6 separate regions of the Mus musculus genome follow, and all the other regions are linked to region 2. A link is a contact called in public HiChIP or PLAC-seq and promoter capture Hi-C data. All regions are on one chromosome and are shown on one strand. The core of a region is the stretch at or near the end of the contact, and the rest is flanking DNA. Distances in the headings are between cores, read along the strand shown.

Region 1 (5,040 bases), core at 235-2,734, 1.1 Mb before region 2:
ATGAGAATTAAGCAGCATTCTCTTAGTTTTTATAATTGATAACTGAATTCTGTGACACAGTTCAGAAAGAGAATCCAAGCATCTATACTCCACTTATTGCAATACCCAAAGATAAAAATTTGTGAGGACCCTAAAATTCTAAAACTCTTCAATCATAATTCTGAATGCTGAAGCTATGATATAAAGCCTAAATTCTAGAAAACTGAAATTCCCCTTGAAGCTGAGGCTGTATGAGCTAGAGAGCCAAATTCGGAGTAAGGGGTTCCCGCAGTTATGGGTATGCACAGATAGTTGCCGAGGCACTCCATTCTTCGGGACCTGCATGCACCTGCACTCAGATGCAGCCCAGTGACCTGCTGGAAACTCTGATGCACAAGGCACACCACTGCTCTAGTTATCTTACTATTCATGAAACCATTTGACCTTTAGGTGACTTCAGGGATTTCTTTAGAAAGATGTGGTTTTAACTGATTAAAAATCCCTAGAATTTCACAAGTTGGGCTAAGTCCAACATAGAGCAATTATGCGTTTTTAAAATGGAATTTTTAACACTGCCAAATCAAATTTTCAATTCTCTTATTGGAATCTTCTACCAAACTCATTGGGTCAATGGAAAAAATCCCAACTTTCAGGACTCCTTAAAATTCCTCTTTTCAAGCCTTGGTGGTACCCAGTTCCCATCCTGTTCTCATGGTTTGCCTGTTCAGATGATATCTGTTTTATTCTGTGAAATAGGCCAAATCCTCACACAAGCATTTATAAAATGGCTTACCCTTTCCAGTCATTAATACCATGAATGAACAAGTCAATTGTTGTATTTACAGATCTTATATAGGAACATGTTCTGTACGCCTTTGGCTTAAAATAACAACTAGAGGTCTGTTTGAAATGCAATATCAGTAGCAAACCGAAACACAAGCTGTTTTTTCTTTTCAATTTGGTGGTAAGTATAAATGCCTCTTTACTGTTCCATTCCTAACAAGGACCCTTTACCACTTGGCGTTCATTGTTAGGCTGGCAAAGCTTCTAACATGGCACTCACTCGTCTGAGGCTTAGATGCTCAGCGGGTGTGAATCATTTTTATTCACTGGTTCAGGAAATCGGTGCTCTTTTGTTTATTTGTTTGTTTGTTTTTGTTTGGGGGTTCAAGACTCCTCTCCTTTCTACTCCACTACTATCATTTTCTCTCTTCGGTTTCTTCTCATAGTGTATCATAGTTTTCAAGGTACAGGTTTCAATGTTTTGTGAGAAAACTTTCATCTCTTGAGTTTACTATTTTGGGAATCAGTTCTTTAGACATTTTATGATTTCAACATTTGAGATTATGGTAATTGATATCTGGAATGTATGACTGGCAGCAGGAGAGATGGAAAGATCACCCTTCTGGCAGCTTCCATCCTCTCTGGCTGAAGTACATCAACCTCAGCAGGGGGTTGGTCAGTGTTTAACAGCTGAGCAGTATGAACGTAAGTAATATGAAAGGCATGTAATGTGCCCTTTCCAAGTCACAACAAAAAAATGTAGAGTGCTTCTTCATTGTGCATTCCATGTAACCAATTGCAGCTCGGAATAATTTTGTTCATTTTTTAAACACACACACACACTAATCCCTAATGAGAACAAGGGAGTATAGTTCTAAAATATCTACTGACTGATAGTTTTGTCTGTGTTAAAATGCAGGATGAGTAGGAAACAAAGATGTTGCTGAACATGACTTCTTTGCTACACCGACTGATAGTTCTGGAAGAAAGAACCATTTATGACCTGTATGTTTGTATGCGGCATGTTGTTCACATGACAACGACAGGTTTCAAGGCTACCAAGAGAGGGATCAAAAGTGCAGTCTGTACCCTTCCTAATGCTCCCGTGTGACACAATTCAGGAATAGATGTACAACAGAGTTCCAGATTCTGTTCTCTGTTCAGGGTCAGATTGTCCTCTGTTGTCCTTTTGTTGTAAGAAGGATTTTTTTTCTCTTACTGTAATGTTTTTGTATATTTAATGAGTGAGAGATGGAGTGGTAATTTTATCTATGAAAACGTGAAGTGCCATTTTCCCAAAGAGAAGTGGTATTCCATTGTGGCAACAAATGCTCGTCACCATGGGGAAGGTATCAGTTCATTGGAAAGACACATTTTTCTATGTAATCATGATTATGTCCTGCAGTGTACAACCAGCTCACTCAGCATGGCTGTGTTTGATTTTGAGATACAGTAAACTTAACCGTTCCTAGCACTGCAGATGTGTCTTTATCCATTTGTTTTACTAGAACAAATAGATCCTGCTTGGGGGCTTCCCTCCCCGTATTTATATTTGTTGTAATATTGATGATACCTCTGCAGGACCCTGATCATGAAGTCTGACCTAGTAACCCTTGCTCCAGGCCACAAAGAGAAATAAATAATTCAATTGGTAGTGCAGTAGACTCTGATATTTCCATTTCTTTTATTGTAATCCTAAACCCATTTTTCTAGTATTAATGTTAGTATATTTATGTTGTTTGGATGGTTCACCGTTCTAGTGAGCTCTGCCATCTACATACATATTTTTCTATGATACCCTTATTTGTGGCAGGAAGACATTAATATTGCATTGTGGGTAAAGGCTTAGAGGTTTAAGATTTTCTTTAGCTATTAATTTTGATCTATCACTCTGTCTCATTAAAAGGTGACTTTGATGAAGCTGAATAATCATAAACTATACTGGAAGGCAAGTCTTGTACTACTAACAGCTTTACAGAGAGCCACCTATTTTGAATTAGTGTGGGTAAGGAACCTGACCCACATTGTACTTGCGTGACCCAAAGCAACTTTAGGGAGTGTTTATTTTGGATCACAGTTTGAAGATACCATGCTCTGTTCACTTACTCTTTTTTTCCCCCCTGTTTAGGATGACCACGCAGCTAGTGGTATTCCTATGTGCTTCAATTAACCTTATCAGGACAATCTCACATATGAGTGATCTAGGCCAGGCCCATTTTTTAGATGATTTTAGTTCACATCACTTTGATAATTGAGAATAACCATTCTAGTTATGGTGATATAAATATATTTTATACATTTTGCATGTATGTGTGTGTGTGTGCGTGTGCGTGCATGTATGCTATATGTGTGTGTAAGCATGCTCCTCTTTGTTTGATTGTGTCAAAACTAGAGACCACCATCAACTGTTTTCCTCTGTCTTTTTCTGCCTTGTTAGTTTTTGAGACTGGACCTCTCACTGAATCTGTAGCTACCATTTTTGCTGGATTGGCTTGCTGATTGGCCACCAGGATCTTCTGTTTCTTGCCATGTAGCACACAGGTTATAGATGTGTGCATCTGTGGCTAGCTTTTCTGTGGGTGCTAGGGATCCAACTTTGGTCTTCTGGCTTGTGTAGTGTGTACTTTATCCACTGAGTTATCTTTGTAGTTCTACATACATATTTTGAAATACCCAACAGTACAAATACTATATAGTACAGTATAATATAGGTCTATCTTTGAAATTATAGTTGTTAATTTCATTATGGATAAGAAAACATTTTGATGCTCTCTTTGAGGAACCCATTGCTAGTAATAATATGCCGTGAGAGAACACAGTGCATGTGAGTACAATCTACTATAATTTTAAAACATAAAAACTTGAAGAATTATATGCCATCTATTGGCAATTGGATGTTATGGAATTAAAACAGGAAATATCTTAGAGAAATGGTGAACCTAAACCATAGACCCCTAAACAAGATTTCACAAAAAAAGTCATAAATTGATGAGATGTGTTGGTATTATTCAACACTCTCCACATCATAAAGTGGGTCATTGGATATCTAGAAGAGTTAATTATGTGTGAAATTAGTATCAGACTATCTTGTTCTGGATAGATTTTAAACTAAGTGAAGATGTGCTGAGTGATCAATGAGCAAAGCTGAAAAGGGATGGTGACAATATGGCAGCTCTGTTTTAGACATGTAATGACACTTTGTCAATCGTCTGTTCTTTCTCTTGCACTGACCTGATTGTAGGATAAACCATATGCACACAGCTGCTTCTTAAATGAGTTTGCATTCCAGCTAGTAGAATCTATACACATCTCTGCAGTGAGATAAATATGTAATGGTATTTTGGCTGAGATGGGAGTCAGGTGGCCACAGCGTACTTGCTAGTGGAGTAGGGAGCACCACAGCTTCGGGGCCAGCTGGACATGACCATCTGAGACTCTGGAGAAGGGTCACTGCAGAGAGAGTGGAGATAAGCAGAGAGGTTCTGTAAGTAAGCCCCTAAGGTCTTCTGTTATCCATGGAGCCTCTGAGAAGGCATATTATTCCTTGCTTAACTGAAGTTCTCCTGAGGTGATAAGGTCATGATCCTAGTTAAGGGAGAAGAGCAATCACACACTTGGAAAATAAGAATTGGGACCCTCAGAGATCTGGAGGTTCTTCATGGAAAGCCACAGCTTAGAAGTGAGCAGTCTGCCAAAGTCATCACAGACACTCAAGTGTTCAAATGTGTCTGGGCCGTAACCTTTGCAGTGAAAGGAAATCCTGATTTCTAAAAATAAAGATTGCTTTTATTTTAAGAGTCAAAGGGGAACAGACTGTCCAAGTAAATGCAGGTCACTGACATGTTTTGATTGTGGCCTTGGTATATGAAGAGAAGTTCTGTCCAATTGCAAGATGTTGTTTCCCTAAGTGTTTGCAGACAGAGAGAAAACAGAATGGGCCGAGATGAAGAGAAGCAAGTGTGTTGGGGGAAAGAAGCAAAGATTAGCACACCTAGTTCCGCTGAAATGCTATCAATTTGGAGAATGGTCCATCTTCAGCCTTTTGAGAGGAGCTTGAGAGTAGAGGGTGGTTGGTCACAGTGTGTATGTTGGATTACAGGCAGAGTTGTATTTCCTAAGAACAGTGGAGCTGGGAGGGCAATCCACCATCCATAGTTTGTTGGCAGTATAGATTTGAACTTTTGTATTTGGTGTTTTGAAGGTAGAACATTCTTATTCTTAGCATGTTTATATCTCAACAAGCTTTTTATTTTCTGCAAATTTAGAGTAAGGCCTTGA
Region 2 (4,716 bases), core at 1,977-4,476:
TCTGGCAGCCTGTTGAGATAGACTTGTCAGGTTTGAATGAAATGGCAAAGCAGTCACTATTTAGATACACATTCTACTATAATTTGACGTCCAAACCTTATATTCTACAATGTATTCTCCCACATTGCACCTCGCTGACACTCCACACCGTGTTAGAATAGTAAACAACCCTAAAGACTGAACAAACGTACAGAAATGGGGAGGGGGGGCTTAATAAAAAATACCTGGACTTATTTTTTTAATTATCATTTACAATGCAAATGTGTGTAAAACGTTCACTTACAGTCTGGTCCCCCGGATGTTAATGTATTAAAGGGTTGGAAGAAGACCCCTGATTTTGATGTGTGAAATAATCAGACAGTCCCCCGGACAGTCCTGTCGTAAAACTTGGCAAAGAGGGTCTTAAAGACTCACAGGGCAGGGTCGAGGGGGCCTGCGGCGACGTAGAGGAGGACGCGGCCCGGGCGCTCATGGACGTGCTGGTCTGCGAAGTCATTGACGGGTGCGGGACGTGGGGGAAAAAGTAACTGGTCTGGCCCGCGAGCAGGTTGACGGAGCAGGGGTTGAGGGAGTAGGTCCCGGAGCAGGGCACCGACAGGCCGCAGGGCACCGAGGCGGCGAGCGCAGCGGCCGTGAGGTGGTGCGTGGCGTACGGGATCTCCCCGTTGACCAGCCGGTCCACACTCAGCCCGTTGGCGGTGGAGAAGGAGTGGTTGTTGCCCAGCGAGTTTTGAGTCAACACGGAGCTGTAGGGCATGGGGTGGCTGGGGTAGGCCGACGTGGTCCCGTTGTAACTCAAAGTGCTGCTGGCGCGGGGGTGGTGCAGGGACAGGAAGGGCGACATGGGCCAGTAGAGGGAGCCGGCGCGGTCCATGAAGGTGAGGCCGGTGGAGGTGAGGCGCGCCCCGCGCTTAAAGGCCAGCTTGGCCCGAGACGTGGTGGAGCGGCGCCGCAGCTTGCCGGTCGTGCCGCCGATGAACACGTCGTCGCTCGACGGGTCGAGCATCCAGTAGTTGCCCTTGCCCGGGTCGTCGTAGTGGCGCGGTACCTTCACGAAGCACTTGTTGAGGGACAGGTTGTGGCGGATGGAGTTCTGCCAGCCCTGCTTGTTCTCGCGGTAGTAGGGGAAGTTCTTCATGATGAACTCATAGATGCCATTGAGCGTCAGGCGCTTCTCGGGACTCTGCCTGATGGCCATCATGATGAGCGCGTTGTAGCTGAACGGCGGCTTCTCGTACTTGCCGTTCTTCTTGTCGCCCTCCTTGCCCCCCTCCCCGTCCTTGCCGCCCTCGCCCGCCCCTTTCTTCTCCTCCCCCCCGGCGCCCGCGCCCTTCTCCTTCTCGTCCGGCCCGACGGGCGCCAGCTCCGCCGGCCCGCCGCCCGGCTCGCCTTTGGCTCCAAGTGCGTCAGCCTTGGCCCCGTCCAGGGCGGTGGAGGGCGGGAGCAGGAGCGGCTGGGGACCCTTGTCGTCGTCGGCTGCTGGGGCGCCGCGCGCCTGCGGGGGCTGCGGGGCCGGGGGCGGCTGCTGCTGCTGCTGCTGGGGCGGCGGTGGAGGCGGCTGGGGCGCGGGCGGCGGCGGGTGGTGGTGGTGGTGATGATGATGGTGATGCTGGGGGTGGTGGCTGTTGTGGTGGCCGTGGCTCGCGTGGTGGTTGTCGTTCTGGACGGCCTCGGGGACCAGGCTGTTGATGCTGAACGAGGACTTGGGAATCATTTTCACCTCTTTCCTATCTCCCATGTCCAGCATCACCCAGGCGTCGGGGGGCGGCGGCGGCGGCGGCGGCGGCACGGGAGCCGGGCAGCAGCGCGGCGGGCGACCAGCGGGTTCGGAGTGGGGCGCGGGGGGAGCGGGCAGCGGAGGCGGCACTGAGCGCTCCGGCAGCAGCGCAGTTGGACCGCAGGCTCCGGCGCTGGCAAGGCATGTAGCAAAAGCTGCAACCACCCCTCAAGAATTAGAGAGAGAAAGAGAGAGGGAGAGAGAGAGAGAGAGGGAGAGGAGATAGAGAGAGAGAGAGAGAGAGAGAGAGAGAGAGAGAGAGAGAGAGAGAGAGAGAGAGAGGGAGGCTAGAGGCAGAAGCAACCCGTCGCCCGGGGTGCAGCGCCCCGCTCCGTTCCGCGCCCGGCCTCCCCCTCCCCCGCTGCCTCCTCCTCCTCGCGCCGCAGCAGTCACAGCAGCAGCAGCGGCAGCCCGAAGGGGGGGAGAGCCGGGCGGCGGGCGGGCGCGTCCCGGAGCGGCCGCAGCGAGGCTAGGAGACAGCGATCGAGGCAGCTATAGCCACAATTAATTTTCCGAGCTACAGGCGCACACTAGGGCTGTAAAAAAATTTTTGGTTTAACCTTTCCTACTGCCGAACCAATCAGTGCCGCCGGCGTGCAGGAGCGTCTGGCTAGCCGTCGACCAATCGGGGGCCCAGGGCCCGCCCATCCCCGCCCCGCCCCGGCCCCGCCCCCCGCTCACCGCCCCCTCCGGGTGGCGGGGCCCAGGCCTGGAGCCGCGGGGACCGGCGGGAGATCGCCCACCCGGCCAGGATTAGCGTGGGGCGTGCGCCCCGGGCCGCGGCCGCTCGACTGTGGCCTCCTCCCTGTATGGGATTATTTTCCTTTGCGCGTCAATATTTATCCTTATTGATTAAAGTTTGTATCCAATTTTGTCTGGAAGAGCGGGGCGGGGGGCGCGGCGGAGGGGCGAGCTGCGAGGGTGCGGGAGAGGGCGTGAACCCTGGGGACGCGGCGGCCCCGGCAGCGCCCTGGGAGCGAGCGGGCCAGCAAGCTCCGGAGAGCCGGGCATCGGGGGAACGGGGCCTGGAAGGTGGGGCGGGGGCGGCCACGGCCAGGCCGGTACTTACAGCTTCCTGCGGCCCGCGGCGAGCTCGGCTGTGAAGCTGGGCTGAGGGCGGCGAGCGGGGGCGGCTGAGCGGTGGGTGCGTTCTGTGGAGGCCTTCCACGCACGCGGGCGGGCGGGCGGAGAGCTGCCCCGGGCGAGCACAGACCCAAACAGTCCCGAAATAAAGCAGGTAACACGTGTGTTCTCCCTCCGTCTCGCTTCACTCCCAGAGTCGCGCTCACGCGCGGGTGACCCGGTGGCAGTTGTCTCCTCGGGCACTCCACCTCCTCTTCAGCTTCTAGGCAGTACTGGAAGCCGGTAGCCGCGATCGATCATCCTGGAAATATTTTCATTTTGCTTGACATTGAAGAAAATATGAGTGGGCGTCTACTTCCGTTTTTTTTTTTTTTAAATCCTATGTTTGCTCCTTTTTCCCATTTCACAAATACTTTATCTCTTTAAAACCTCAATCTTGAAACACCAGTAGGGCGAAATCAGCTCTTACCCTTCTTGGATGCTGCTGGAATGCTCTGGGGAGCCCAAGGAAGGTGGATTTGACAGTCCTAGCTTCTGGGGTTTGGGGGATGGTTTGGTGGGGAGGTTGAAACGAGTGGGTAGCTTGTAATTCAAGGCCTTTAAAAAGATCGCGGCCAGGGCCAGGGCCAAGGCCCAGCATTTCCCAGGGATTGGAATTTAGTGCGGAGCACACAGATCACAAATCCTCACTGGCTCAAAGCGCGCCACGTTGTAAGCAGAGGCCGTAGCCAGAGAGGAGAGGGAGGTGGAGACACATAGGTCACGAGTATCTTTCCCCTCCTCTTTAAGGTAAAATACTCTACCCATGCCAGCATTCATTTTGATGAGCTCTTAGCTAAATGATCTCTCAGTCTTGATATAAAAAAAAAAAAGGAAGGAGAAAAAACAGGGCCTATGTGTGGTACTAAAATCTACCAGAAACATGCAATACTCAAAATAATAGGGAGTTATTCTGATGTTCTCACCCCCCAAATTTGAAATGGGGCGCAGAAAGAGGGGAGGGAAAGAGAGGGAAACGCTAGCGAAAATTATCCACAATTACAAATAGCTAGCAAATTTTATATCTATTGGAGTGTTGTAAGAGATCTTTGATTATTTGTCCCCAAATATCCTTCCACTGCTTGGATCTCTTCCTACATATCCGCTGACTTTAAAACAAGCTATGCATGACGGAAAAGGCCAGGGTTCTAGCAATCAGCTTTGCAAAACACATTGGTGCCAAAGGTTGATTTCTAGGCTTGGGGTTTCTCACGGAGCCTGGCGACGTGATGAGCTTTGCCAACCTAGCTAGAGAGATCTGTGAGCCTGGGTTGTCTTGTTCATTTCCCTTCCCACTCTTTTCTCCTCCTCAGGCCCATTTTCCCTGGTGGTTCCTCAATGCGCTTGCCTTCCTTCCTCCTCCCCTCTCCCTTCTTCCCCTTTCACTAACCCACCCCTTCTCCCTCCCTCCTTTCCTCTCCCCTTCACTCCTCCACCTACTCCTCCCCATCCCCCAGCCCCCCTTCTCACCACCGCTTATAATGGCTCCCGGGGCTCCCTCAGAGGTGGACGGCCCGGTACGTTTTCGTAGTCGGTCTAGCGTGAAATGATTCGGTGTAACCGGATTCTTGGGAAAGGACAGGTTACGTAAACATTTACTGATGTGGAGTAACTATACTATTTGTACTCTGATATGCAGGAAGGAAAGTGTTGATTAACACAGAAGAAAAAAAAGCGAAATTAGCTGATTGCATGCTCATAAGTGCAAGCTGTCATTGAACTGCTTTTAAAATAGACACAGCTGGGTGTTTGTGTTGAAAAATTTCTTGTGTTTTTGCTAATACTGAAATAAGCATGATTTTGTATACCAAACATTT
Region 3 (5,011 bases), core at 593-3,092, 1.3 Mb before region 2:
AATCACACACATTTCTCAAAAAACCATAGAGTCCTTGGTGACACTTCTATTTCCCTACCATTGGAGAATCTGCGTAAACAGCAGGGTCTCCATCCTGCCTCCACATTAAGAACTCTAGCCTCTTGTTTCTCAGCACCTCCACTACCATCATGATGATCCTGTAGAGGGAGGGGCAACAGCTAGGGTCCCTAACCTACTGCCCCTGCTTTTATTCCTTTCGCTTGCGATTTGCTTCCTGCATAACAGTCAAAGAATGTTCCTTCAAAACATGTTAATCACATCTACTGGCTTGTTGAAATCCTCCCAGTGGTTCAGTGGTGCATTGAGAATAAACCACAAACAATTTAGCACAGCTTTGAAGAACTGGTTCCTATTTGCCCTCCAGCCTCATTTCTTCTGTGCCTTAAGCAAGTGCAGTAAGCCCTCTCTTGGGGTCTTTTGCATGCTATATGACTTGAAGACCATTACCTAAGCTTGTCTTAAGACCAGTCCTTCCCATCAACCAGTCCTTGGCTCAAATGGAAACACCCCAGGAAAGATTTGTTTTCTTCACTGGTCAAAGTGTTGAGCCTCATGTTCTTGATCATGGTTACTGCTGTTAACCACTGTGTTACTGTTATTTATGGCAATTGTTGCTGTCAGAACTAACTTCATTTACTGTCTTACTTTTATATTTTCAATGTAATCAGTTATGGCAAGAACATAGTCTGACTTCATAAGTGGATAGCTAGTGCCCGCAGACTCTGGGACAGAAGTCCTGTGTTCAGAGCTATGATAGCTAGAAAGCACAGATGGCTTAGGTAAAACTAGTTCCTTTAAAGCAGTCTGTAAACTTAGGAACGACACCCCTATCCAGTCTACTCAAATAGTCGTTTGTACCATTAATTTAGAGAGTTTTCTAGAATAGTGAATTGACTATATGTAGGTGGGAATTTCAAGATTCCATTACTGACATACAACACAACTCTGTAGAAAACCACATCTCAATGTTCTGGTCCAGAAGAGAACCATTAATCAAAAACAGACAAACAAGCAAACCAACCAAAACAAAACAAAATTAACACACTGCAAACGAAAATATGCAAAAATGGTTTGTGTGCTTGTGCATGTAAGAGGACACATTGGGGAAACTAAAGTGAGAAGAAGCGCTGCCAAGATGGAGCCTGTTCAGAATTTACTAAGAATTATCAGAAGGCCTCTGATAACAATCATTGCAGCCTGTTAAACCAAATAGGGTCCCTGTACATCTACAGATGCAAAGAACCCATCCCGATAGAAAGGACAGAAATATAGTCAGGCTCTACTGTCTCTGAAGCACCTCTTTTTGCCCAGCCACCAGTATAATCAGATCAAAATTAGTGCTGTGGGTGTGGGGCTGGAATTGCTCCTAGAAAGCCAGGTTAAGGTTGACAGTTTTGAAGAGGCTGAAACACAGAAGTTCCAAACACAAAACAAAGTAGAAAGCAAGAACCCTATTTAGACCCTTAAGAAGGCGGTGGGTGGAGCAGGTGGGGTTGATGGAAAGGATACAGACTCCGCTATTACAAGAGAGACACGGTTTTAAAGAGGTCAGCTGACTGGCCCTTTAACAAACTCGAGGGCTCCCAGAGGGAGTCCCCCGTTAGGTGGGCTCTACCAGGCTGGCGTTTCCCGGTCCACTCCTGTGCGGGCGCTTGGAAGGGGGTGGTCAGGACTGCCCTGAATGGGCGGGTCCGCGGCTTTAGAGTCCGCCGAGTGGGCTGGGGCGGCTGCTGCGCGCAGGGGGCGGCTCCCCGTCGGGCTCCGGTTCCCCTCGTCGGCTCCGCGGCGCCGCCCTCGCCCCGCCCCGCCCCGCCGGCGCCGGTCGCGCGGACCCGCCGTGGTCCCCGGAGCGGAGCGCGCCGCGGCCGCAGTAGCTGGGCGCCTCCCCCGCGCTGCCGCGCGCCCGCCTGCTCGCCTGCCCGCCCGCCGGCCCCGGCTCCGCTCGGCCATCTTCGCGGCTCCCGCCCTCACCAGCTCCGGTCGCGCGCCCTGTCCCCGCGCGCGGACTTTCCCGGAAAGTTTGGTGGTTCTTCTCCGCCGCCGCAGGCAGCGGCGCCGCGCCCCACGTCCGCCAAACTTTGGGGCTCACTGGCGCGATGAGCGTCCCTCCGCTGCTGCGACCGCCTAGCCCGCTCCTGCCCGCCGCGGCCGCCGTGGCTGCTGCCGCCGCTGCGCTGGTCCCAGGCTCCGGGCCCGCGCCCTTCCCGGCGCCTGGGGCCGCCCCGGCGGGGGGCATCTCGTTCCATCTGCAGATCGGCCTGAGCCGCGAGCCGGTGCTGCTCCTGCAGGACTCCTCTGGCGACTACAGCCTGGCGCATGTCCGGGAGATGGCTTGTTCCATCGTGGACCAGAAGGTAAGGTGCCCCGGGTCCACCAACTTTGCAGCCGACCTCGCCTGCGCCGTACAGCCTGGCTGTGGCCGGACTGCATGCCCTAGCCCCAGGCACTGCTCTGCCTGCCGCGCAGTCTTCCTGGGGGCTGACCTCCTGCTCCTTCTCTGGCACGCCTGCCTTCTCACCTCCTTTACCTCCCTTCTTGCGATGACAGTTCAAGGAATCTTGCACTTTTCTCCTCGCGCTCCGGCGTATTCTTGAGGTTTCCTGGCTGTCCTGACTCTTTTTCCCTGGACCAGAGCCTACCTGGTACCAGATCCGCTTTCCAGCGCCAGAGATCCCTTGGGACAGCCCAGAGCTTTTTCAGCCCCACTCCCTTCCACTACATCCTCTTTCAGCTCTAATTGATGCTGAGGAGTTCCGGGTGTGACCTGGACGCCAGGAATTTCTCACCTGCCAATAGTGCTTTTAAGAAAGGGTGATTGATTAAGCCAGCTGTGAAAACAACCGAGGAGTTGGTACCACTACCCAAGTCCGCCCTGGATTTAGTACTACCACTGTGCGAGCTTAGAAACATTTTCCAACAATAAAACCTGAAATTTACAGCGTTTTTTGGCTTAAATTTCCATGCACTGATCTTGGGAGACTGGAGTAGTGAGAAGGTCTGTGGTTCCAAGAACATCCAGTGCTGGCTTTGCTCTTAAGTTTGAGGCTATGGGACTTTGGATAGTGGTCATCAAAGACTGGCTGGGGAGAGGCCCATAAAGCTGGGCTAGGCCACCCATCATTGTTTCCAGTGCACTTTTGAAGTTAGGTTATCTCCACAGCCATCCAGAAGGATGCTTCATGTAAGGGGGAAGGGCCCTTGGTGCCACTCCTTCACAGTATGGACTGCCAGGGTTCTGGGGGAGGAGAGAGAGATAGAGGAGTTAGCTAAAGGTGCTGACTTTCAACTCTGGAGGGCTGACTGGCTAGTTCTCACCCTTTAATGAACAGTCAAGAGCGGATTTTCTTAAACTGTTTGGAACAACGTGTCTTACGCTTTTTGAGCGGTGTAAATAGTGGTGCTGAGTACAGAGGTCTAGGGAGTTGCTCTGGGGAAGCACCCACTAATGCAGGAAGTGAAAATTCTAGAGGTCAGACTCAAGTAACAGTGAGTGCCTTGAAGTTTTGTTAATTAAAGGGAGTGATATTTTTTCGTTATATAATTGAACTCTTTGTAGTTCCCTTGAAGTACTGAATCCAGCCGCCCCCTCCCCCAGGATGGTGAATTATGCAAGTATTCTAGGCTCTGACTGCCTCACTGTATAGCCTTCAAATATTTCTGTTATGATATGGATTAATTAATTAAAAAGCACTGCCACACAGGCATACACAACACATGTAATGAAATTATTCAGAAAGTCCCTTCGGTACTATAACAACAATCTAACTGTAAGTTCTAAAGAAGATGGTGTAGTGTTAGAATATCCCAAAAGGGCTAAGTTAATACAAACTTTGTTTTGACCTGCTTAAACTCTGTGTGTTTCTGTGTTTCTGGTCTGTCCTTGAGGTTTTGAGTGGGGAATATGATTCAAGAGGTTTGGGTTGGGGTTTGGATACAGTGAATTTTACAGTTGACTCTGGGTTGCTGCCTGGGAGTGTTATCAGTACCCAGGAGAAGTGCAAGCAAGAGGACATGCAGGGCAAAGCAGGCTGGGACAGCCTCAGTAGTAGATACACAGAAGGTTCACTTAGGAAAAAAAGTCTTGAGATGATTAGGAACTTACATTGTAAAAAAACAAAAAAACCGAAAACTCGGTAATCTTCTCAAAAGAGAGATATCCATACCGCACGTATCTGAGATCCACATTAGCTTTGTGGAGGGTGTTTTAGAATGGCCAAAATGTAATGGCAGAAAGAAAACTGGAATGCAGTCAAGTGTTGTGCTGTGTAGACCTGAGCCAAGATCTGGGGGTGGGGATGAGGGGAGGAGCTGGAGGAAGGCTGGAGAGCAGGGAGCCAGCCCCACTGTGTGTTCTAAGGGAATCCTGTATGTATCCTGCTTATTATGCAGTTCTTCACCAAAAGAAAAGTTTGAAAAGTTTTCCTGGGACAGCCATATCCTTTTGTTTTTATGGGTATGGCAAGTTGAGTTATTTTGAAATGTGAATTTTAGCAAATATTATAAGTCCCTAAGTCACGGGTCTAGACAGTGTGCCTTGTCAGTTATTCTATTATCTGTCGTTCTAGATATCAATAACCTATTATCTGTATTTGTCCTCCTCCTCATCTATCATCTCTCTGGCTATCTCTATCAATCATGTAACTATCAATCGCCTGTTATCTACCTGTGCGTCATTTTGTTATCTATGTATCTTCTGCATCTATTTTGGGATATGTTATTTGCCAAGACAGAATTCTTGTGCTGTGACTGCAGTAGTGGGCAGCTTGCAAATGTGGAGGTAAGGAAGTTGGGGGGGGGCTTTTATCCTTTGTCTCATGCTTTCTCTTATGCTTCCTGAAGACATTAACTACGAGGAAGAATGACGAGAGAGAGAGAGAGAGAGAGAGAGAGAGAGAGAGAGAGAGAGAGAGACATACATAAATACATAGAGGCTTTTCAACAGAAGGTTCTCTTGATTTTATAGTCCTTCTTATTTATTGCTTCAGTATTA
Region 4 (4,450 bases), core at 637-3,136, 1.7 Mb before region 2:
CCGTGTAACAGCCACTATTCTATTAGACCTTACAACCTTGTGGGCCAGGAGGCAGGCGATTCTGTTTTGTATGACTTAATTGTCAGTCTTCAGCCTTTGTCTGGTATCTGTTCTGATCTGGACAGCTTTACTCAAGGTAGGCTCAGGTGAGCTCCTTTCTTCTCCACGTAGTCTCAAGACCTTGCCTGTGGTCTAGAAAATGTGGTATGCAGGTGGAGTGGGTACTGCTAGCATTTTATATATCTTATGGGTCTATGCCCAGAAATGGGCTCACCATCACTTCCAGTGAATTGTATTGGTCAGTGCCAGAACCCAACCAGATTCAAAGAGAGAAAACAGAAGTCCCACACTTTGTTTTGTGGGGTGGTTGGGTATGTATGCATGTGTGTGTAGCATGTGTTTGTGCTGCATAGGCACACGTGTGTGGAAGTATGTGAACCCATGTGTGGAAGCCAAAGGAAGATATCAGGCATTCTATCGCTTTCTGCTTATGTCCTTGAGAAAGAGTCTCTTACTAGGCTAACAGTCAGCAAGCCCCATTGATCTTCCCATCTCTCTCTCCATAGGTCTGGAATTACAGGTGTGCACAGGGTGATGCCCAGCATCTTCCTACATGGTTGCTGAGAATCAAAGTCCTCATGCTAGTCATAAAACCTTCTCCTCAGCTCTTAGCTCCCACCTCAAGACAAGACATGACAAAGAATTTGCACAGTCTTTAATCCGCTCTAACCTTTGCCTTCCTTGCTAAGACACAGGAAGAGGGAATGGAAAGGCCAACCTAGGCAGACACTTTGTCTGGTCTGTTTGTGCTTTGAAAATAGCCATAGAGGAGGAGGACTCAGGGACACAGACAAACACAAAGAACACATATCAAACAAGAGATAGAACGTCCAATACAGTGATGTTAGCACTGGGGTCCTAGCCTCTGTGGTTAGGGAAGGCTGAGAAGGTGAGAGGGCTGTGGTCCATTTCCTCAACTTGGAAGGTGGGGCTACCAACACTGGCACTTGAAATGCAGCTGCTGAAGAGAAGCATGGGCACGGGGCTTCGGGAAGGGATTCCTGCCAAAGAGTGGAAGCACCCCAAGCTTTCTCATCCAATGTGAGGAAGGAGAGGGGATAACTGTGCCCACTGCTCTCCTACTAAGAGAGAACAATGGAATCCAGGGATGAATTTCACTCTAGGCCAGTTTGGATCAGAAGATACAATCAAGAAACAGGGGTTGATAATTTAGGTAAAAGATGTTGTCTTGGCAGGAGTAGAGCAAAAAAAAAAAAAAAAAAAAAAAAAAAAAAAAAAAAAAAAAGCATTTCTCAGTTTTCTGATAGAATGTTCATCCTGGCATTGTGGGTTAGGATCTGAACTCTGGGGCTCATACAGTTTGGGATTCAATTCCTTTGGCTTGTGATCTGAGATTTTCTTAGTTGTTCCATCAGCAAAATGGGCCCAGCAGTATTAACAATAACAAATGATGGTAATTAATAAACATTTGATTCATACAGCAGATTCAGGATTAAGTATTTATTACTGTGCTTGATATGAATTAAATGGTCAGTCCATAGAACATGTTCAATAAATGTCATCTTTTATACGTGTTGATATAGTGATAGCCTCTATTCTTATGGCAGCTCACAGGGGCACTGGGAGCCTGAAAAGGGGGGGGGGTTGAAACTCAAGGAAGACTTCTCATTCCTCCAGCTCTGATTCTATCCACTAGGGTATAATGTGATCTATAAACTCTTCTGTCTGTTGACATGCCAGCAAATGATACGTCTCCCTGATCTACTTAGGTTTTCAAGCTTAATGTAAGAGCCAGGTGCTGGAGGCTTGGAGCAAAGAGAAGGCTGGGGGCGGGGGTCTGTGCTGGCCTCAACAAAAGACTGTGCAAGCTAATAAATAAAGCATTCATCCAGAGAGCTTGAGAGCCGGGGCGCCACATTGCGTGCGAATCCAGATCAGTGGCTAAGCTTCCTCCAGCATGAAGTTAATCGTAACTGACATGTTAGAGTAAAACTACTTTATGAAATCAATATTAAATTTACAACCTTTGACATTCTGGGACATGAAAGATAAAGGGAAGCTAAGCCGTGGAATAAACAGTCTTCAAGCTCTGCCAGCTGGTGAAGGAGAAGGATAGGAGCCCAAACTGTACAATGTTAGTCTTGTTGTTGGATGTATGGTCTGACATCAATTAAAAACATTTTTTTTAAAAAAAAACAATCACACAGATGTTTACACACAGACAAGGAAAGGGATCAACAAGAAGAGCTCCAGCAGCCTAACAGATGCTTTAAGAACTTGTTCCAGATTGGAACACCTCCATTCGTTCCCTGCCAGCAAAGCTGGACTTTCCTAGGAGGGATGTGATGGTCATGGGGCAAGCATGACTTTGTGAGACTGGCACTTCTTTGCTGAGGGTCCCGTCCTCTTCAAACAGGTGCCATGCTTTTTGTCCATACCCCATGTGTAATCAGAGCCCAAATACAATGGAACAGCATGGAACTGGTCTCCTCCTAGCGAGAATGTGCTTTTTGGGGTGCCCTCTGGCAGTTACCGATCCTTATCTAGGTAGGGTGAGGGTCTCACTTTTGGAGAGCAGATTTTATTTCTGAGCTGGAGAAGCAGAATTGCTTTCATCCTGCCAGGGGAGTCAGTCTGTGGCGTTCAGCTACCTAGAAGCCCTTCTATGTCTCTTGATCAAAAAAGATTTTGTTCAAAGGATTAGTCAAAGAAACCTGTCCTCTCTGTGGTAGCCTTAGTACCTTCAGTTGATTAGATAAATACAATTTTGTGAATGTGAAGTTAGCAAAACAAACATTTTCTTTTAGTGTCTTCACCTATCACAATTTTAAGGAGGATGGCAACAATTCCATTCGTATACTCCAGTATCCTTCTCCCCTCAGCCCTCTCCTCCGGTGACAATTCCCTGCCTCTGTTGGTTTCTATCTCCCCATCTAATGTCCCCCAAAGGCTGGGTGAGTCTCTCTGCTTGGCAGCCATGTGCAGTCATAGTGTTTTTTTTTTTGGCCTGGGTTTGGGGTGTTTACAAGCGAGATGCATTAGGAGCCGCCTGTGGGTAGCATCCAGTACAATCGTCACCTGCCTCCTGAACTCAAAGTCAAACAGAAATAATAGCTTCCACTCTGAATTTTATCAAAACACAAGCAAGCAGGTCAAAGATATGATGCTCTGTTGAAGTGTTTGATGTACCGGGGGCTTGAGGTGAACTCAGTGAGGAAAACAAAAATCTACTTGAGTATTGTATAAACAGAAAGTGGGAACTCGCCTCAAGAATGTAAAACAATGTATGTTTTGATGAGAATGGGAATTCGGCAAGCTCCTTCTGCATGGGGTTTAGAACACATAATGTGCTTCTTACCATTGTTGGTGAGTGAATGAGTCTCCCACAGAATAGACTCTGAGAAGAAAATAATGCTTGTTTGGAGTTTAATCTGTGTGCTTGGAAGTGCAGTAACTCCACTACTTATGGTTTCCTTTTATATCTTTGTATTGGCATTAAAATGATTTTTTGTGTATCACTATTTTACATATTTATGTATATAGGGGCATATACATTCTGTGAAAAGCCAGAGAAAGGTATCGGATCGTCTGGAATTAGAGTTGTGGGTGATTACAAACTGTCAAGTTAGTACTGAGTACCAAACTTGGGTTATCAGCAAGAACAACAAGTGTTTTTAATTGCTGAGCCATCTCTCCAGTCCTTGCATTGAAATTTTAAATTACTGATATAGCACCTCAAATGTTGCCACTTAAAACGAAATCTTAATCTTAGAGTTCAATGGGTCAGAATTCTAGTGAGAACTTCCCAAGCTAACAGTGTCACGGAGGTCTTGCTCCTTCCTAGAGGCTGAGTGGACGATTTTTTTATTCATGTTTCTAGGCTCCCTGTGAACACTTGGGTTGCTTGGCTCAGGACTCCTTCCTTCATCCTCAAAGCCTGCAGTGGTAGTTCGAGTTCTCAGAATGCTTATCTTCATCATCACAGCTGGAAAGGATTTCTACTTCTATAGCCAAAGTGATTACATAAGGCCTTAGACAATTTCTTGTTTATAAATCCATTTACTAGAAAGTTAAATAATAGGCTCATACATTCCAGGAACCTGGGTGTAGAGATTCTCTGACCTTTATTCTGTCCGTAGTTGATAGGGTAGACACGCCCAACTTCATATAAAGAAAACCCCAGGAAAAGTCTCAGGAAAAGTGAGGTACCTCGTTTCATGTGGTCCAGATGTGCTAGGTTGCTGGATGGGGTTGGAACAATAATAGAAGCTAGGAAGATAATTCCTTATCCAAGAAGCAAGGCAGAGAATCAGGGAAGGAAATTCCATGAGGTACGCACACTTCCATCGACAAAAAAAGCTTCACACTTAAGAATATTAATTTACCCCTCTGCAGTTAGCTCAGGGGCAGGCAATCAATAGATACCGCT
Region 5 (5,121 bases), core at 1,202-3,701, 2.0 Mb before region 2:
ACTGGAGGTGGGCTTTGAAGTTTCAAAAAGCCCTTTCCAAGCCCAGACTCTCTCCCTGTTGGCTGCGGATCTGGACAGACAGCTCTCAGCTCCTTCTCTAGCATCAATGTCTACCTGCAGGCCAACACTCTCCCTACCATGATGATGGACTAAACCTTTGAAACTGTAAGCAAACCTCAGTTAAATGCTTTCCTTTATAAGAGTTGTCACGTTCATGATGTCTCTTCATCAGAAGACCAAGACACCAGAATATATAATACTGAAAGCTAAGAGGCCAGATGAAATCACAGCAAGAGATAAAGTAATGAATTTGGGTTGTGTAACACTGAGAGACAAGGGAGACAGACAAGCAAAACCCTCAGTAGTAACAAGAGGAAGCAGCTTGCTCTGACTGCTGAATGGAAGACAGGAAAGAGAAGAAAAGTAACGCAGGAAGCTTTCACAAAGGTGGCATTTGAGGTGACAGAGGTACTACAGGGAGACAAACCAAGAAACAGGCATGCTAGTCAACACCTTTGTACTTTAGTTTCTTCATCTATAAAATGGAGATAACAGAAACTACCTAAACTAATGATAAATTCACAGTGCATTGACTATTGTCTCATCCGTCCAAACTGACTGCAAATTACTTTGCAGCAAAGCATCTCCCACCTAGAATATTAGAGGATTTTTGTTACTAAATATTCTCAACAGAAATCAATGAAATGTTACTCCTACAAAGGATTTTCTTCTGGAAATAAGGCATGATCCATGTATAGTATGAATTTAATAACTGATGCAGCACAAGCTATACAGTAATAATGTGGAATCTTGCTATAATGAAGTTTATTTTCACCAAAAGACAAAACATTTAGTGTTTTACAATGTCCGAATATTAAAGATGTACTGTTGCATAAATTCAACTTTTAAAAGGTTTCCTTTCATCAGGACAGTTTTACTGATGGGTAGTAAAATCCAATTCATTTAGTTTTATTAAGATATTGGACCCAGGCCGGGCAATGGTGGCGCACACCTTTAATCCCAGCACTCGGGAGGCAGAGGCAGGCGGATTTCTGAGTTCGAGGCCAGCCTTGTCTACAGAGTGGGTTCCAGGACAGCCATGGCTACACAGAGAAACACTGTCTCGGAAGAAAAAAATAACAAACAAACAAACAAACAAACAAAGAAAAAGATATTATACCCAAACTTCTAAGAGAACTTGGGCTTCTGTTTGCTTGCAAATAAAATTAATTATCAAGCATTCTCAAATAATATTTGCTTACCATATTTTAAGTTATGCTTTACCGTTTTACTAAATTACCTACTGAGAAATGTAGAACTCAGTATGTTTTCTGTTAAGTATGCTACATTCAAATCTATCTTTTTTTTTTTTTAACACAAGGGAAGGAATCAGGCACAGTTCAAATTCTATTGCTATGTTGTATTGCTTGTAACCAATTGTTTTTCATACAAATAAGCATAGGTTCAAGAGAATTAAAGTTCTTTATCGCTTATGGACGATTTCTATTCTCTTTGGGAGTTACTAGATAAGTAGTATATGTAAGTCAGTTCTGATTTATACATATCACATTATATATGATATACGTATAGGTAATTATTCTGGGGCCAATATACATACATTAAGTTTCTAGAGTTTACTGAAAATAAGGAAAATCAGGTGTATCTCACATGTAAAAAAAAAAAAAAAACTAAACTAAAACCAAGGGAAGAAATATGTATCTTTAAATTTTTACTTTATAAATGGGTGTACAAATATGCTCTACTTAAGATACAACTGTTCTATATTTTAAGATTATTATCTGTGGAACAACTGAAAGAGGACGCTGTTAATTTGATTTGACATTCCGAAGTCTCTTCCAGCTTTATCACCTGGCATTTTCCATCAGCTTCTCCCAAAGGGTCCAAAGATGATGGCATAAAGTAAGGTGCTCGGAAAAGAATACTTAGATTTTGTAATCATGGCTCAAGTGTCAAAAACAGGTTTTTTTAAAAAAAACCCTAAAACTGAAAGTGAAAACCAAACCGACCTGGGAGACTTGAAATACGAACACAAACCTATAGACCTCGTTAAGTGACAAGACAGGAAAGAAAACACCAGCTGCTGGTCCTTGCCCTGATGGCCTTCTAAAACTCGGCAATTAAAAAATAAGTAGCTAGCACTGTAGCAAGCAGCCTGTGGTAAAGGCTGTGAAGCTTACAGGCATCTCTTCCCCACAACCTCAAAACGGAGCAGCTCTCAAAGCTCAACTCCGAGCTGTACGAACAACCCAGAGATGATGACAGGCCGCTGCTGAGGCACACACTGCAGAGAAGGAAATACCGAGTACCTGTTTGCCTCTCCCGAATGCTGGCCGTGGCCGCCATCTTGCTTCCCACCATCCACTGCCCGGCTGGCACTGGGAGCCCGAAGATGACGTGGCCCTACCTCCCGCGCCGGAAGCAGAACCAGGAGGCGGGCTATGGCGGCAGCCGGCCCGCCTCCCCGGTCCCAGCCCTCGCCTTTCCTCACAGACATTGGTGTTTGCAGATTTCCCAGCAGCGTTTCTAACTAATCGGGGCGAACCTCCCGAGGTCGCTACTCTTAAACCGCTTCTCAGGGCATGGGCGTGGTGGAGCGCTTACAATCTAATTGATAGTGCACTTCTCATCAAGTTTAAATCCTCATAAAAATTTACAAGGCCAAATGAGACGCCAGAAATTGCGTTTTCTTGATTTCCATAACAGTAGTGTCCCTTCCCTCTTTCCTCTGGGGGGGGAGGGGGGGGGGAAACTACAAGCGTGGTAATTTATTCCGTTTGATTTCTTCAGGAAAGGGCTTTGGCCTGCTAGGGTATAAAATCACAGAAAAGCCAAATGGCAGAATTTCCTCTCAGTAGTGCAAATTAAAAAAACAAATGATTGTGAGCAGAATCCGGATGATCACAGCCAGGTTTGGTACATTTAGAGCCCTGTGATTATGAAATAAATCTCACATCGACCATTTTCATAATAGATTTTATTAATGTCAAAAATATATACAATGACAACTTATTACCAATCAATGAACCCACCGATGACACTGCATTATGGATTAATTCTCAGGCAGTCAGATTCTGAAATGAAATCATACTTTCAAAAATTTGGCTTTCAAAATTATACAAATAATTTATCTTATTTTTTAAAATCAAGATTGCATTTTTTTTACAATAAAAACACATTTGACAGATGTAGATACCTATTTTTATAAAGTTACAACAGGTTATCTATAACTACCAGTTTGTGCCCTAGGGGAAGTATCTCAATTCTGGTGTCCATGGACTCTTGAGCAGAATGGCTTTCCCACCTTCCAGTGAGTTTAATCTTACTCACCTGAGAATCCCCACTTTTAAGTACAAATTTGTCATTTGACCATTTAAGTTCCATACTAACTCCTTCCAAGACTATAAGGCACATTATCATAAAATACTAAGACATTTATACAGTGTGCATGTTTCTGTCCAATGGTGTAATGTGGGGAGTAAACATAAAGATATATATATTCATTAGAAGAGTAACTATATAGAACAGTCCTGCAAAGCTACGACCAAGAATGATATTAATGTTGATTATAAGAATAAAAATCATGACTTCAGAGTTAGATTTATTGTAGCTGTTTAACTCCAGATTTTTTGGTTTAAATAATTGAACATCAAGGGATAGTTTTATCTTAGAAAATTTGCTAAAAACAGTTTGTTTCTTGAGTTCAAGGAGCTCTCAGACAAGAAGAGTAAAGATTTTGGATCTTACCCACTTTAATAACATCAGCCTCGTAAATGGACTACTTGTTTAAGACAATCCTGGAAATAGGGAAGGGGTTCAGTATGAGGCAAGAAGGGGAGTATGACCAAAGCTCATTACACACATGTATGCATGTGTCGTGACAGCCTGTTTTAAACAATTACATACTAATAAAAAGGAAAAGAAACACATCTGCACTAAAAGACCACCCCATCCTTATTAGATGCCTGACACAGCTAGAGACATGCAAGCAGAGAACACTTCAACTGAGAAAATGGCTCCATGAAACCAGGAAGTAAGCAACCCTGAAAGGCATTTTCTTAATTAGTGGCGAATGGGAAGGGCCCAGCCCGTGTGCAGTGCCACCCTGGACTAGTGGCCTTGGCTTCTGTAAGAAAGCAAATGAGCAAGCCATGGAAAGCAAGGCAGTAGGCAGCAATCACTTTGTATCAACCCCCACCAGCAGACTCCTGCCTTGACTTCCCTCCTTGAGGAACAGTGCTATTCTGCCTTTCTGTCTCAAGATTCCCAACACATTTATTTAGTTTATATGAACACTTCACAACTTCACATTTTAGTGGCATAAAAACATTTACTTAGAAATGTTATTGTTAAATGTTCATGCTTTTTTTTTTTTTTAATGTTTTGGTCATACTTTAAAATTAAACCCAAGGCCTTCCACATACTAGCTAGGCAAACCATTCTACTACCAGGCCAAATCCCCAGCAGTATTTGTTTTGATATATTTTAAACAGGCCGACTTATAAACTACTTCTACACAGATTCTAATATACAGTGGGTAGTGGAGTATATTTGAAGGTGGTCAAAAATAGAACTTGAAAACTGGGTCTCTTTTAAGGACTACAAAATTTCCCAAGTTACAGATAATATAAATTCAAATAATTCATCATTAAATGTGTTTAATGATTTACACTGCATTACCTGAAGCATAACAAATATGCAATAGTAACCATGTTTTATCAACAGAGTCTAGTTCTTACCACTTTCTTATGACTAAACACTAAAGCAAAGTCATAGGAAAAACTCATTATACACCCCTTTATAAACACTGAATGTGCAAGTTCCAAAAGCTTCCAATATAATTAGGGGGAAGCATAAATGCAGACAACAGAGACCACGCTAGTTCTGGGTTTTTACTTAACCAAACATAAAACTGTTCCTTCATAATTTTGAAGCTAAGTATGTTAATGTGAGAACTATACTATAAAACAGAATGGGAACATTACAAGCATGACGCAGTAACACTGCAGTTTCTCTGATAAGCCTCAAGTGTATAGAGACTGATCTAGAAACCATGCAAAACAGGTTTGAACCAGAAGACATCTTGAAATCTGATGTTTCACT
Region 6 (4,792 bases), core at 482-2,981, 1.2 Mb before region 2:
CGTTATCTTCAGCAATCATCCTCTATACACAGTGCCCGCTTGTTTTCATTGCATCATCCTATATTTGCCTCAAATCTCAGTGATATAATGAGAAGATATTCAGTGCGACTGTGTGGGGAATAGACCAGCACAAAACCCATAATGATATAAATATGTGGTGGAAAATTACAATAAAACCCTTGCATCTTCCACTTTAATTTTGCCTCAAGGAAATGGCAAAATGCCCAGCTGGCTATAGCCAGTTCCAAATGCTCTGCCAAAACTACTAGCTGGTGAGAGAGATAGTTTGTTGAGCAACCGCATCTTGGTGTCTGGCTGGAGGTTTGGGGATTGAAGTTTCAAAGCTAGAACAGGTGCCTGCCACCTGGAAGCATTTCCTTGAGTACCATGCTAATATCAACACAGTAAGACCTAGTGAGATGTATTCTAAATAACATTGAGAGTGCGAAACATGTGTATATGTATCTGTTGAAATCCAATTATAAGTAGGCCTGAATTACTTTCATTTGGAATTTAAAGAGATATGATTTGTGTCTTGAAACAATGAATGGCTTTTAGTTAAAGGCCTGTGCTAATGGAAAACATTTAGATAAAATTAACAGACTTGAAAATATGCCAACACAGGCTGAAGTCCTAGCATCATCCATTTAGACGGCTTCACCTTAGACCCATGCAGAGTTGCTGAGGGCATGGTGAAAAAATGAGAAGGTTCGATGACCACGTTTCAATATTAGTGCCCAAAAGGTGTCTCTGAAACACGTATTTTCTCGTGGCTCTAGGAAAACATCCAAACACCCGAGTGTCTCTTGCCTCATGAAGGCATTACCTTGTCTTCAGCTGGTGTCTCTCTTTTTCCTGTACTGTCCCATTTGCCTTGGGTACCTGCATATAAGTTGCGCTGGGATCCCCGAAGTTCCCAAGATCAGGTTTTTGTTTCAGGCCCATCTAACAATTTGAACAGCAGCTTCCCAGCACACATCTAAGCAGACCCCTTTGTTTGTCCTTGGCCCTGACCTGCATGTTCCCTGCAGGAAGAGTTCCTTGGCTGCCCTCTGGCACAGACTGCAGAGTTCAGACTGTCCCCTCTCCGTGCGCTTCCTCCTGCAGAGGCCCGAGGGCCAGGGAAAGGAAGCCCCTGAACATGGGATTAATGAGAATGTATTTGCATCTTTCCTTTCCTAGCCTAACCTCCTTCTCCCAAACCTATTGTTAGCTCCCCAAGCAAGAGCAAAATAAACTGATTTGATTGTCACCCTTGCTCCTACTTACTTTGTAAAGTTGCTAATTAGAAGCAAAATGTCCAATCAATCCTGTAGGAAGAAGAAGGAGGCCCAGCAAGGGGCCCCGATAATCTGTAAACTGGGTGATTAATGTGAGAATAATCACGATTCTGTTGTCCTTGAGAGTTTGTGTTTTTTCCTTTTCTTTGTATTGCAGGCAGATAGACTGTGTCCCCAGCAGTTGGTGCCATTTCTTGACTGACTTGGCCTTTCTTTCCTGGTGTTTATTTGCCAGGCTGATTGGTTTTCTTTCCACACGGTCACAAGCATGGCTGGCTGCTGTGACTTTACCTCGGAATCCATTATGATCCCAAAATGTTCCTTCCATTTTCAAATTTTTCCATTCCCTGGCTTGTCCGGCCTGATCCCTTTCCTTTCACCTCCCCATTGCTTAGTCCCCCTCGTTGGCAGTTTGCAGGGCTTACATCACCTACTGGTGAGTCACATTTCCTGTTAATATGCACGGTGCCCCTGTCTCAGAGTCAGAGCCTTTGCTCTGAGGCGGACTGACAGGACAAGCCCTTGCTTCTTCAGTTAGGAACTTAACAACTCTCTGACCTCAGACAAGGGATTTAACTCCCTGGATTCCTCCTTCCTCCACATCCATAGCATGAGGATGATGGTAAAAATCCTACTTAGCAAAGCTTCTTGGGAGAAATTCCTTACTCTGCATATTTTGTTTAGAACAGTGCCCTGCACATGGGAACTGACACCTGGAAACTATTCTTATTCCTTGAGTTTGGTTCAGTTACATGATCACTATTGCCATTCTTCTCTCCACAACATCCATTCCTATTCCAGACGACAGCTAGGATTCTTGGACATTGTCAGACAACAGTACTCTTTGAGCTAAGTCTAGTATTACTGTTTTCTTCTTTCTTAACTCCTACTTTCGTAAACACCCCATCAGCCACTGTGTCGGACTTTTCTTTTTCTTCTGACTAATCTAGTGCAGTTAAATCTTGCTACCTCAGGCATGGTCTGCTGACTAATGACAGACATCACCTAGGGGGTTGTGGGAATCCAGATCAAGGGCCACATCTCAGATTAACTGACTAAGAGTCTGTATTTACATAAAATCTCCAGGTGATTATGAAGCACAGAAGGTCTACAAAGAACATTGTTTTCGCTCCAGTCTGTGTCTGCAGCAATGTAGTTTTGCCCTAGGGAAATGGGAAGAGCCAACCCGAATTCTGTTTTAAAACATGATATCGACTGTTTCTACAAGTGTAGCACTTTAAGCCCTATGAGATTTTTCTGGAAAACTCCCGTTGGCGTTCTCCTGGGTGTAATTGTTATCGATTAACACCATGATTAAAAGTGCAACTCTGGTCTACTGGGAGGTTTAGCTCATTGAAAGTAAAAAAGACACCATCTCATTGATTGGGAGCCCCCAGTCACTCATTCTTACCTTTTCAGAAAACACTTCAGATAAATAGCAATAATCTTAGCAGTGAGAGATTTGTCTCGAGGGATAATCTTTCCAACAATGACTTGCATTGATTAAGTTCATTGCCTTTTAACTGTTCACTTTGTTGCTGTGGCAACTGTTTTAAACATCAGGAGACATTTTCTTAGTTGGGATTCTAAGTGAAGAAAGTAACACAAAGGCACCTTAGGCTTCCTGTACTCCGGGGGCAGCCCTTGCTGAGAAGTTCATGTCTTTGTTGTTCCCTAACTATTGCTTTGCTGAAATAAGGCTCTAGAAAGGAGACGTTGCACACGTTTTCAAGGTAACAGCATACAGAAGAGTTGAGTTGCTTCTGAGATCTTGTTGTCCATGTTAGAAGACAAGAGTCAGGCATATTAGTTGAAGAACTTTCTCTTTGACCTTTCCTAACATGTTTCTAGATAGTTCTCTTGCTTCTGGCATTTGTCTGGTTATTTATGGGTTGCAGGAACATTTTTAACCCCAGGGCAGATGTTAAAAATGATATTTAGAAATGAAAATAATTAATATAAAATGATGTGTGAAAGTTATAAAACAGCAGGTCAGTAATTAAAACACAAAACACCTTTGTGTTCTGAGTGGCTAACCTCCAGCAAGCTTTCCAGGTGCTCTGAGTTCAAGTTGTACTTTCTGTTGCTGTGTTGAGTATCTCAGTTGTTGAAAGACAAGGGGTTATTGGTCTTACAATTCCAAGTTAAAGCCCATCATTTTGGGGAAGTTGGAGCAGAAATTTAAGAAAACAGTCAGATCCATAGTAAAAAGCAGATAAATAGATGAATGGAGCCAGACGTGCTTGCTTGCTTCCTGGCTTTTGGCTAGCTTTCTTTTTTCTTACATTGCTCAGGACAGGACCACATGCCCAAGGAATGGTACTGTCCACAATAGGCTGGGTCTTCCTACCTACATCAATTTATCATTAAAGACTAGCCATTTCAAACATGCTTATATGAACCTGATCCAAGCAATTCTTCATTTAGAATATCTTCCCAAGTAGTCCTAGGTTTGTCAATTTCACAAATAAAATTAACCTGCATATAGGTCTAACCAAGAGACCAGACAATCCTCATGATTGCCCTCTCTTCAAATGTCACATTTACTTCTTCAGAGTTCATCATCAAACTGCTTGTTCCTTTTCAGCATTCTGTGACTGCCTGTTTAGACTATTGCAGTAAGTTCTCTTGACTAGGCACCACTTCAACTATCCATCTTAATAATCTAATTATGCCACTTCAGAGGACCAGAAATAAAACAAAGCAAAAGCAGGAATAGTCTAGTGGCTTCTTCCTATTGCCAGTAAACTTCTAGTTTGGTCATTTAATATCTTTCAAAATTATTATGGTTAACCTTTAATATATTCTTGTATGTTTACTTGGTATGTCATGATATTGTCGTCAGTTTCTGTATTTGTGTATTCCTAGTCTTTGGGCATTCACCTATGCCTTTCTCCACCTGGAATGTTATGTCCATATTTCTGCCCATTTCTTTATGCTCCATTGATTTCCTGAAGCCTCTGAGCCCTTTTATCTTTCAACCCTCAAGTTTGATTCAAAGAGCAATGTTTTTCAGAGGTACATAAAAATGGCAGTTATGTATAGTCTGGTTCCTATAGCTGTAATTTCTAGTGCTCAGATTTTAAGCTTCAGGGAAAAAATGTTTCCTATCCGTTCTGAGTTATCATGAATCATAAACATGGACCAGAGTGCATCCTGCGCAGTTCATAGTGATGCTGGTTAATATTTCCTAGGGAATTGTCTCTGTGTAAGAAGATCTCCGCTGAGTAGAGTCAGAAATGGAAGGATTCCCAATTGCCTCAGAACCGAAACTTAAGGAACTGTTTAATCTTGACAGATATGCTATCCAGGTTATGGGAAAACCTCGCTGTCTCAGTTCACCTGATAGGGATTTTTCCTTTGATAATGTGATATAACCACCAATGGATTCTTCGGACTCCAGTCTACAAAGTTCCGATGGACTGAGTTACAGTTTTCCTTTACATCATTTTCCATTCTAACAGTGTGATCCTAAAGGTGATAGATACTCTGTTACCTTGTTTTACATGTAA

Evidence for each region. Promoter capture Hi-C pulls out the DNA fragments that hold promoters and counts their contacts. HiChIP or PLAC-seq counts read pairs in DNA pulled down with a chosen protein or histone mark.
Region 1: a contact with region 2 is called in an H3K27ac HiChIP or PLAC-seq map of the NIH/3T3 cell line, with 6 times the contacts expected there. The contact joins the enhancer-like site here to the promoter of Foxg1 in region 2. A contact is called at or near these places in 5 of 39 promoter capture datasets (the 3T3-L1 cell line, cranial neural crest, hippocampal neurons and 2 more), 1 of 484 Hi-C or Micro-C datasets (adipose-derived mesenchymal stem cells), 6 of 115 datasets of contacts at active chromatin or transcription factors (the NIH/3T3 cell line, VIP interneurons, embryonic forebrain and 3 more) and 1 of 9 other capture datasets (adipose tissue).
Region 3: a contact with region 2 is called in a promoter capture Hi-C map of embryonic stem cells, with 9 times the contacts expected there. The contact joins the promoter of Prkd1 here to the promoter of Foxg1 in region 2. A contact is called at or near these places in 11 of 39 promoter capture datasets (the 3T3-L1 cell line, cranial neural crest, embryonic stem cells and 6 more), 13 of 484 Hi-C or Micro-C datasets (adipose-derived mesenchymal stem cells, cerebral cortex, embryonic fibroblasts and 4 more), 13 of 115 datasets of contacts at active chromatin or transcription factors (VIP interneurons, astrocytes, embryonic forebrain and 7 more) and 2 of 9 other capture datasets (embryonic stem cells and pancreatic islet).
Region 4: a contact with region 2 is called in an H3K27ac HiChIP or PLAC-seq map of oligodendrocyte precursor cells, with 56 times the contacts expected there. The contact joins the enhancer-like site here to the promoter of Foxg1 in region 2. A contact is called at or near these places in 5 of 39 promoter capture datasets (3T3-L1-derived adipocytes, cranial neural crest, hippocampal neurons and 2 more), 7 of 115 datasets of contacts at active chromatin or transcription factors (VIP interneurons, embryonic forebrain, embryonic hindbrain and 4 more) and 2 of 9 other capture datasets (adipose tissue and liver).
Region 5: an H3K27ac HiChIP or PLAC-seq map of SST interneurons shows a contact between it and region 2, with 7 times the contacts expected there. The contact joins the promoter of Scfd1 here to the promoter of Foxg1 in region 2. A contact is called at or near these places in 7 of 39 promoter capture datasets (cranial neural crest, frontonasal cranial neural crest, hippocampal neurons and 3 more), 3 of 484 Hi-C or Micro-C datasets (cerebral cortex, cortical neurons and reprogramming fibroblasts) and 6 of 115 datasets of contacts at active chromatin or transcription factors (SST interneurons, VIP interneurons, embryonic forebrain and 3 more).
Region 6: a contact with region 2 is called in an H3K27ac HiChIP or PLAC-seq map of the NIH/3T3 cell line, with 8 times the contacts expected there. The contact joins the enhancer-like site here to the promoter of Foxg1 in region 2. A contact is called at or near these places in 2 of 39 promoter capture datasets (embryonic stem cells and hippocampal neurons), 1 of 15 datasets of contacts at CTCF or cohesin (the NIH/3T3 cell line), 6 of 484 Hi-C or Micro-C datasets (cerebral cortex, embryonic fibroblasts, forebrain and 3 more), 4 of 115 datasets of contacts at active chromatin or transcription factors (the NIH/3T3 cell line, astrocytes, embryonic forebrain and 1 more) and 2 of 9 other capture datasets (adipose tissue and liver).

The regions. Positions count from the first base shown.
Region 1 is chr12:50,511,160-50,516,199 of GRCm38.p6, reverse strand. All of the region lies in intron 1 of Prkd1 (protein kinase D1), which reads left to right. Among named protein-coding and RNA genes, the nearest start is that of Prkd1, 140 kb to the left of the region's middle. Within about 2 kb of position 1,484, at least 19 of the 459 cell types and tissues checked have an H3K27ac peak or open chromatin away from gene starts, as enhancers often do. A contact at or near this core is called in the NIH/3T3 cell line and adipose-derived mesenchymal stem cells, where this site is marked.
Region 2 is chr12:49,381,517-49,386,232 of GRCm38.p6, reverse strand. It overlaps Foxg1 (forkhead box G1), which reads right to left and starts at 3,226. Exons shown (of 2, transcript NM_008241.2): 1 at 2,847-3,226; 2 at 1-1,932. The coding sequence starts at 1,747. The coding sequence ends at 302. It overlaps Gm34304 (predicted gene, 34304), which reads left to right and starts at 4,405. Exons shown (of 2, transcript NR_168648.1): 1 at 4,405-4,416.
Region 3 is chr12:50,646,080-50,651,090 of GRCm38.p6, reverse strand. Prkd1 (protein kinase D1) reads left to right here and starts at 1,842. Exons shown (of 19, transcript NM_008858.4): 1 at 1,842-2,375. The coding sequence starts at 2,118.
Region 4 is chr12:51,079,462-51,083,911 of GRCm38.p6, reverse strand. No RefSeq gene overlaps it. Among named protein-coding and RNA genes, the nearest start is that of Gm34745, 75 kb to the left of the region's middle. Within about 2 kb of position 1,886, at least 7 of the 459 cell types and tissues checked have an H3K27ac peak or open chromatin away from gene starts, as enhancers often do. A contact at or near this core is called in oligodendrocyte precursor cells, where this site is marked.
Region 5 is chr12:51,374,843-51,379,963 of GRCm38.p6, reverse strand. Scfd1 (Sec1 family domain containing 1) reads right to left here and starts at 2,451. Exons shown (of 25, transcript NM_029825.3): 1 at 2,328-2,451. The coding sequence starts at 2,379. G2e3 (G2/M-phase specific E3 ubiquitin ligase) reads right to left here. Exons shown (of 15, transcript NM_001015099.2): 15 at 2,978-5,121.
Region 6 is chr12:50,541,975-50,546,766 of GRCm38.p6, reverse strand. All of the region lies in intron 1 of Prkd1 (protein kinase D1), which reads left to right. Among named protein-coding and RNA genes, the nearest start is that of Prkd1, 100 kb to the left of the region's middle. Within about 2 kb of position 1,731, at least 78 of the 459 cell types and tissues checked have an H3K27ac peak or open chromatin away from gene starts, as enhancers often do. A contact at or near this core is called in the NIH/3T3 cell line, adipose tissue, astrocytes and 6 more, where this site is marked.